Linked DNA regions of Mus musculus: region 1 is linked to region 2. Evidence: chromatin contacts called from public promoter capture Hi-C data. All regions are on one chromosome and are shown on one strand. The core of a region is the stretch at or near the end of the contact, and the rest is flanking DNA. Distances in the headings are between cores, read along the strand shown. Region 1 holds the start of Cdh15 (cadherin 15). Region 2 has its middle 22 kb from the start of Gm10612.

What was found. Promoter capture Hi-C pulls out the DNA fragments that hold promoters and counts their contacts.
Region 1: a promoter capture Hi-C map of hematopoietic stem and progenitor cells shows a contact between it and region 2, with 2.3 times the contacts expected there. The contact joins the promoter of Cdh15 here to the enhancer-like site in region 2. A contact is called at or near these places in 7 of 39 promoter capture datasets (the 3T3-L1 cell line, 3T3-L1-derived adipocytes, hematopoietic stem and progenitor cells and 3 more), 3 of 15 datasets of contacts at CTCF or cohesin (the G1E-ER4 cell line, large pre-B cells and pro-B cells), 4 of 484 Hi-C or Micro-C datasets (the Ba/F3 cell line, the HL-1 cell line, bone marrow-derived macrophages and 1 more), 8 of 115 datasets of contacts at active chromatin or transcription factors (DN3 thymocytes, the HPC-7 cell line, T-cell acute lymphoblastic leukemia and 5 more) and 5 of 9 other capture datasets (adipose tissue, embryonic stem cells, liver and 2 more).

What each region holds. Positions count from the first base shown.
Region 1 is chr8:122,846,216-122,849,663 of GRCm38.p6, reverse strand. Cdh15 (cadherin 15) reads right to left here and starts at 1,290. Exons shown (of 14, transcript NM_007662.2): 1 at 1,135-1,290. The coding sequence starts at 1,176.
Region 2 is chr8:122,718,742-122,721,866 of GRCm38.p6, reverse strand. No RefSeq gene overlaps it. Among named protein-coding and RNA genes, the nearest start is that of Gm10612, 22 kb to the right of the region's middle. Within about 2 kb of position 1,311, at least 101 of the 459 cell types and tissues checked have an H3K27ac peak or open chromatin away from gene starts, as enhancers often do. A contact at or near this core is called in the Ba/F3 cell line, DN3 thymocytes, the G1E-ER4 cell line and 6 more, where this site is marked.

The DNA of each region.
Region 1 (3,448 bases), core at 41-2,540, 130 kb before region 2:
TGTTGGGTCTTAACTAGCCTAGCAGATGTGCCCAGGTAAGGGAATGTGGGCCCCCAAAGCTGGGGTGTTGCTGGTTGGAAGTGTAGGGCTGATGACCCAGGGCCAGCTGCAAGGGGGGCTCTCTGGCCAGGCTCCTGTCAGCTGCCGAGAACTGAAACTTGAGTAGAGTTGCAAGGCTTTGTGGGAATTTGAGGGAACCAAGGAAGTCCTGAAGTGTGTTCCCGGAAGGGACGGACCCCCCACCACACACCCATGCAATGCTGGTTGACCTCTCTCCACACACAGCAATTCTTTGTGCTCGCCACCTGTTGCCTCTGGGCGCAGAGGCTGGCCACAGCCTCAGTGCACATCTCTGTGGAAAGGGACCCTGGCAGGGACCACAGAATCCACATTCCCGTTCTGGCCAGTCCAGGACCATTCAGCAGCCAGTCTGAGGACTGCCAACAGCAGGAAAAACTGGGGACCTGGGCTTTACCCATCCTTCTTTGTGCCATGTTAAGAAGACAGGGTACCAGAGACTGACTGATCTGGGGACCACAGATCACTCCATCTCCAGGCGGATCCAGGCACAGCCGCTGGCCCGGTCAGGTCAAAGGCAGTGTGAACTGAGAGTGTGTTGGGCTACTCTGGCCTGGAGTTATTTTCTCTGGATTCTTAGGTCCTGTAGGGAAGCGTTGCAGCTCCTCTAGGACCACTGGGTAGAGACTCAGGCACCACCAAGACCAACCAGGGGCATAAGTGTTACAGACACTGTGGCTTTCTGCCCCTTCTCTCTGCCTCGTGCTCTGGAATAGAAAGACCTCTCAAGACTGGCCACCCTTAGGCTCTGGGAGGCTCCAGGGAGCACCTGTGATATGCTTCCAGACTGAAGGGACAGCCCAATGGCTGTTCCCGTGCCTCAGAGATGCTTCCAGTCCTGAACCATTTTGCTCACTGATGTGCAGGTCAGTCGCCCTCCCTCTGGAAGCCCCTAAACACAGGACACCCCTTCCTACAATGCTTCAGAGAGTGCGGCCCACCCTGGACACTGCAGGCCGCAGCTCTCAGGTTCCCCCAAAGACACTCCAGGCCAGTGGTCCCAGGAAAGCTATCCCAAAGCTAGAGGAAGGGATGCCACAGGGCTTACAAGCTTACCTGGGCAAGCAGCCCGAGGGCGAGGAGCAGAGCAGAACCCATTGAGGCAGTGGCGGAAGAGCCGAGGACAAGTGGCCGACTGGGCGGCCGGTGGAACGGGCGGTGGTGCTTCTTCTACCCCCACGCTGAGAGCATTGGGCTGAGTGACAGCGCAAGTGCTTGGGGAGCAGGCCAAGGGACTGCACGTGTGTGGTGGGGCGGGGCCAGGGCGGGGTCTGGGCAGGGCTAGGGCTGAGTGACTGCATGGGGGGCAGAGTCATGGGCGGGATCAGAGATGAGTGACAGCACATGTAGGTGGGCCTGGACAGCCACAAGAGTGTAGTGTGAAAGATGCAAGGCAGAGCCAGAGCAAAGTGATGGGGGGGGGGGGGCGATCTGAGTGACAGCATATGTGATCAGTGCCTGAGGGAGGCTCTGTAAAGTTTTGAGGTCAGCACATGTGTTGTAGGGGGCTCCTGGACTGAGTGACAGCATGTAGGGGGGCGGGGAGTGGACATTGGGGAAGAACTCAGCATGCCGTAGGCTGGGACTGAGGCCTGTGGCAGCTGTCCAGAGAGACCCAAGCTTGTAGAAGAATGGAGGGAGCCAAGCACAGTAGCCCATACCTTTAATATTAATCCAGAGGCAGGCAGATCCCTATGAGTTAGAGGCCAGATTGCTCTACATAGTGAGTTCTAGGCCAGCCCAGACAATGTAGAAAAACTGTCTCAAAAAACAAAAAGCAAAACCAAAAAACCCCAAAGTGGCCCCTAACCCAGAGGAAGGAGCAGGAGGATTGGGGGTCACGTTTGGATTGCCTGTTCAGGTTTGCTCTTCCAGAACACATCAGAGGCTCCTGAAGGCTGAGTGAAGGGCAAGAAAGACTGGCATGTGGCTTATTCTTAAGGGGTTCAGGCCCAGGTCTCACCCCACGGGCCACTCTGCCTTTGGCCAGAGCTCCTTTGCCTACCCCCTGCATCTCCCGCCACACCACATGTATGCAGCAGTCACCATGATTTTGTGGGATATCTTCTTTGCTGATAGCTTCTGGATGGCCCTCGCTGACATCAGCCGGCCATGGGCGTGATCCTTCTGGCTTGCACTGAAGAAGGCAGGAGACGTTACTGGATCCAAGGCCCAAGACAGGCACGAAGGGAGGGTGCCTGGTCCCTGCTGGTCCACTCCACTGTCCTGGACAGATCCCGCGGGCATTGGTAGAGACTTGGTTGATTTACATACATGACTGAGGTCCCAGTCCCTGACTAGAAAGGCTGCACCAGGCTTGTGCCCATGTTTCCTGAACCCCGTCAGCTTAGCCAGAGTTCCCAGCCCCTTCCCCAGGCAGTGTGTGGCCCAGTGGCCAGGGACTCCAGGCTGGTTGGGCTTTCCCTCCTCACTCTCTCCCTCAGGCCTCCATTGGTCCAGTGGCTTTAAACTACCCACAAGCTAGAGGCTTTCCAACTTGCCTGCGCTCACACCCATCTGACCCTATGCTGATCCGACCCCAATAGATCTGTATCAGCCTGGATGAAGACGTCCAGGTGGCTCTTGGTCCACCACAACACCTTTCCCCCCATTCTGCCCCAACAGCCGTTCTGACGCACAGCTGTTAGTTCACCTCCAAGTGCTCTTTGTCCACCCCTTTCCTCCACGGTCACCATGCTCTTTGAGGTGCCCTGCCTGGAGCATGCTTTCCTTCCGCTGTTACTTAGAGAACTCCTACGCATCCCTCAATGCCCAGCTCCACGGCTTCGGTCAAGGGAACACCCTCCCATCTCAACCAAGGTTGTTCCTTCCTCCTCTGGCCTCCTGCTGGGTGCAGCCCCTATATGGCTGGCCCTATATGCTGTCCTCTGGACTTGGGAGAAGGACAGGAAGAGGGGGGAGAGAGGAAGGATGTGGGGGAGATGGGGAAAGAGGGAGAGAGAATGAGAATTCCCACACGAGATCCTGCAGAGCAGATGAAACAGTCTGTAAACCCAGCACTGAGGGAAATAGGGAAGGAACTCATACAGGGCAGGAACCTGTAGGCAGGAGCCGATTCTGAGTTCATGAAAGAGTACAGCTTACTGGCTTGCTCTTTCTCACAGAACCTAGGACCACCAGCCCAGGAGTGACCCCACCCATCTGGATCCTCCCCCATCCATCACTACAGCCCTGGCTGCAGCCCAGTCTTCTAGAGGCATTCTCTCAGTTGAGGCTCCCTCCTCTCTGAGGACTCTAGCTTAAGTCCAACTGACACAGAAAGACCCAGCACAGTAGCCGGAGTCACATGTGGGTCCCTGGACTAGCCTGTCACCAGCACCTACCACTCTGCTGTTTGATGGGATGGTCG
Region 2 (3,125 bases), core at 62-2,561:
TGGGGATTGGGATCTTTTGTGCAGGGATAAGAACATTGGAACTCCTGGTTCCACAGGTAGATCAGGGGTGCACGGCTTCTACACCTCATGACTTCCGACATCTCACCTGGAATGTGTGCAGGTTCAAGCTCCCGCTGGATCTATATCCTTGGCCTCGTATCCCTGTCACCTTCCAAAAGGCCGCTTGCCACAAGATCCTGCCTCAGGTATGCAGCTAAGGAGTCCAACCAAGATCTGCAAGCGTGATCTGTGCCCAGGATGGTATGTGTGCTGTGCCAGAGGCAGAAGGCAAGCTGAGCGTCCTTTTCAGCCTTTGCTCCATCCATTGCTTCTGCCTGAAGCATCTTTTCTGACTGCCCTTAGGCTCCCTGCCCATACATCCTGTATCTCCAGCCCCACCCAGCATCCAAGGCTGGTGAGTCTTTCTCCTTCCCCTCTCAATGTGCCCAGGAGTGCCCACAAGCCGGGCTCTGTCCCCAGATCTGGGGTCAGATGGTGCGTCCTGTTGTGTTTGGGGGGGAAGCCTCAGTATGAATAGTGACAGGCAGAAGGCCTCTGTAGAGGGAAGTATCTCCACTGAGATGTGACAACGACGACGACGACAAGGAGCCAGATGCCTGGGTGCCTGGCCCCTGTCAAGGCCACTTACAAAGAGAGACTGGCACGGAAGTCAAATGGACCACAGGAGACCCAGTCAGGAGGCCTATTGCACACTGTAGCAGCCAGGAGCCGTGGGGTCTGGGCAGGCGAGCAGCCTTGGCTGGACCGGTTTCAGCAGTAACCCTGCTGCTCTGGGCATGTCCCTGTTTTCCCTTCCTGTGATAAATGTGCTTGTGTGAGCCAGCATCCAGTCAGGCTCTGACAGCTTAAGGGAAGGGGAACGCTGGATGCCAGCACACACTTCTCAAGGCGGGTGAGGTCTGCCCTGAGAATGCATTCAGAGCTCAGGAGGACTCCAGGGACAGCTGTAACCCCCTGGCATCCCCTCCACCAGGTGTTTGAATCCTCCCCACCTGGCCCCTCCATCTGTGTGCCAAAACCTCATCTCTAAGAGAACGTTGAGACCCTGAGACAATGGGGAGGAGAGGAACCGTAAGGAAAGTATTTGATGATGAGTCGAGCTATTGATGGTTGCGCTCACCCCCCCCCCTATTTTCCACGGCCTTTAAATGCCTGCAAGCGGATTAATAAGGTCTCGGTAATAGCTGGCAGTCTATATTTATTCTATCTGCGATGCCAGTTGGTCAGGCCCTGTGAATATTGATGATGGCCGGGATTGAGGGCAGCGGCGCCTGGCTTTATCTTGCCCGCGCAGGCTGCCAGAGCCCTTATCAGCCCGGCCGGCTGCTGCAGCTGCGTCTCCCGCAGGCCCGCCCCACCCCGCCTCCGCCGCTCGCTTTATAATCAGAAGAGAAGTTGCTGCCTTGATATTTCCATTTTTATCTCTCCTATTTACTTCATTTAATGTCTTTCAGGGAATATTTTCTCTGCAAGAAGGCAAGTCTGTGGGTCGCCTACATCTTACTCCCCCCTCCCCCGCTCCTTGCCCACGTTGGAGAAAAGCGGGAGAGGTGGAGCCCCACTCTAGCCCTTTGGTCCCTCTCTCTGTTCGTGTTTGTCTGCAGTGGGGGCTATGATTTCCTCCCTGGTTCCACGCTCGTGGCTTCTTCTCCCTGCCCTTCTCTCTCCTCACCCAGGACTTTGGTTCCCACCCCATCTGTCCCCTCCAAGTGACCCATGGGTCAGCTCAGCATCCTCTTGGTGGTTAAGGAGACTGACCCACAAGCCCCTGAGACTACCCCCCATGCTGGCTGACCATGCAGGCTCAGAGGCTGCCCTGAGGGGCTGTGCTGCCTGCCTGTGGTCGGTCCAGAGCTCCTGGCCTGTGTCTCCACACAGCCCCTGATTTCAGGAGATGTGGTTATCTTCTTCTCACAGACGAGGAAACCAAGGTTCTGGGAGGTTATCAGCTGTGGCCACTTGCTTCTGGCTGGAAACTTGTGACAGAGAGGGCGGGACAGCAGGCAGGCTGGGACAGGTCATGTGCACACCAGAATTTGGAAGGAGTTGGTGCTGAGCTCTGCTAAGCCCTACTTTGCAGAGGGGCAACGCTGCCCTTACTGCCTCCTTTAGGCAGCACGTGGGAAGTGTACCCTGAAGCCCCTCTTGGGTAAGAAGTCTCCTGGCCTGGAAGTCCCACTGCCCTCCCCCACCTCTCCCTGCCACCCTGTGTTTATCTTTTTTCTGACAGTCTGTGCTGCCCCATCCCGGTCAACTCCAGACCCACACCCACACCCACCCACACACCCCCAACGGTTCCCTGGTCCAAGACCATCAACTCCCCTACCACAGGTCAGAGTCTTAAACCTTGCAATGGCAAACATTGACCTTATTTTTACAAAGGTCTTTGTGGGTGACATTAAGTGAAGGATCTTTGTGGCAAGAGCGGTGGAACGGTCCTAGATCCACTGACAGCGTTCTTAGAAAAGAAAGATTCAGACACACGTGGGCATGGGCACTGCCACATGAGGCAGGCATTTCAGGATGGAGCCAGCCTGGCATCCAGGTATTGGTGATGGGAGGTGTGTGTGTGTGTGTGTGTGTGTGTGTGTATGTGTGTGTGTGTGACTGAACCTGAAACTCTCCACTTTGAGCCTGGTTTCTCCACCTACCAATACTGCAGTTACAGCCAAACAGCCGTGTTTACATGGGTGCTGGGGATTTGAACTAAGATCTTGGTTTCACAGCAAATACTCTTACCCATTGGGCCACCTGCCCAACCTGGCTTCTGTTTTAAGCCTGTACTATGGAGTCTACTGTTCCAGCAGTCTCAGGAAGCTTCCACTGTGAACCCCACTCGGCTCCAATGGAGACCCAGTTCACTTTCGATCTCAGTAGTGACTCCTGCCCAAAGCTGCCCAAGGGGCGTTTGTTGAATGAATGATTAACTTACAGGGAGGGATTGGCCCGTTGGCAGGAGGCTCCAGCAGGCCTGGAGCCAGCTAATAGGTTCAGGGGTGTCAAGTTCGGGAAACTGAGAGCCACACGACTGTCATGGCCGTGGATCTCCAAGTGTGTACTCTGACTCCCGGGGCCTCACAGTTAGATGTCCATCCTTCTTCCTG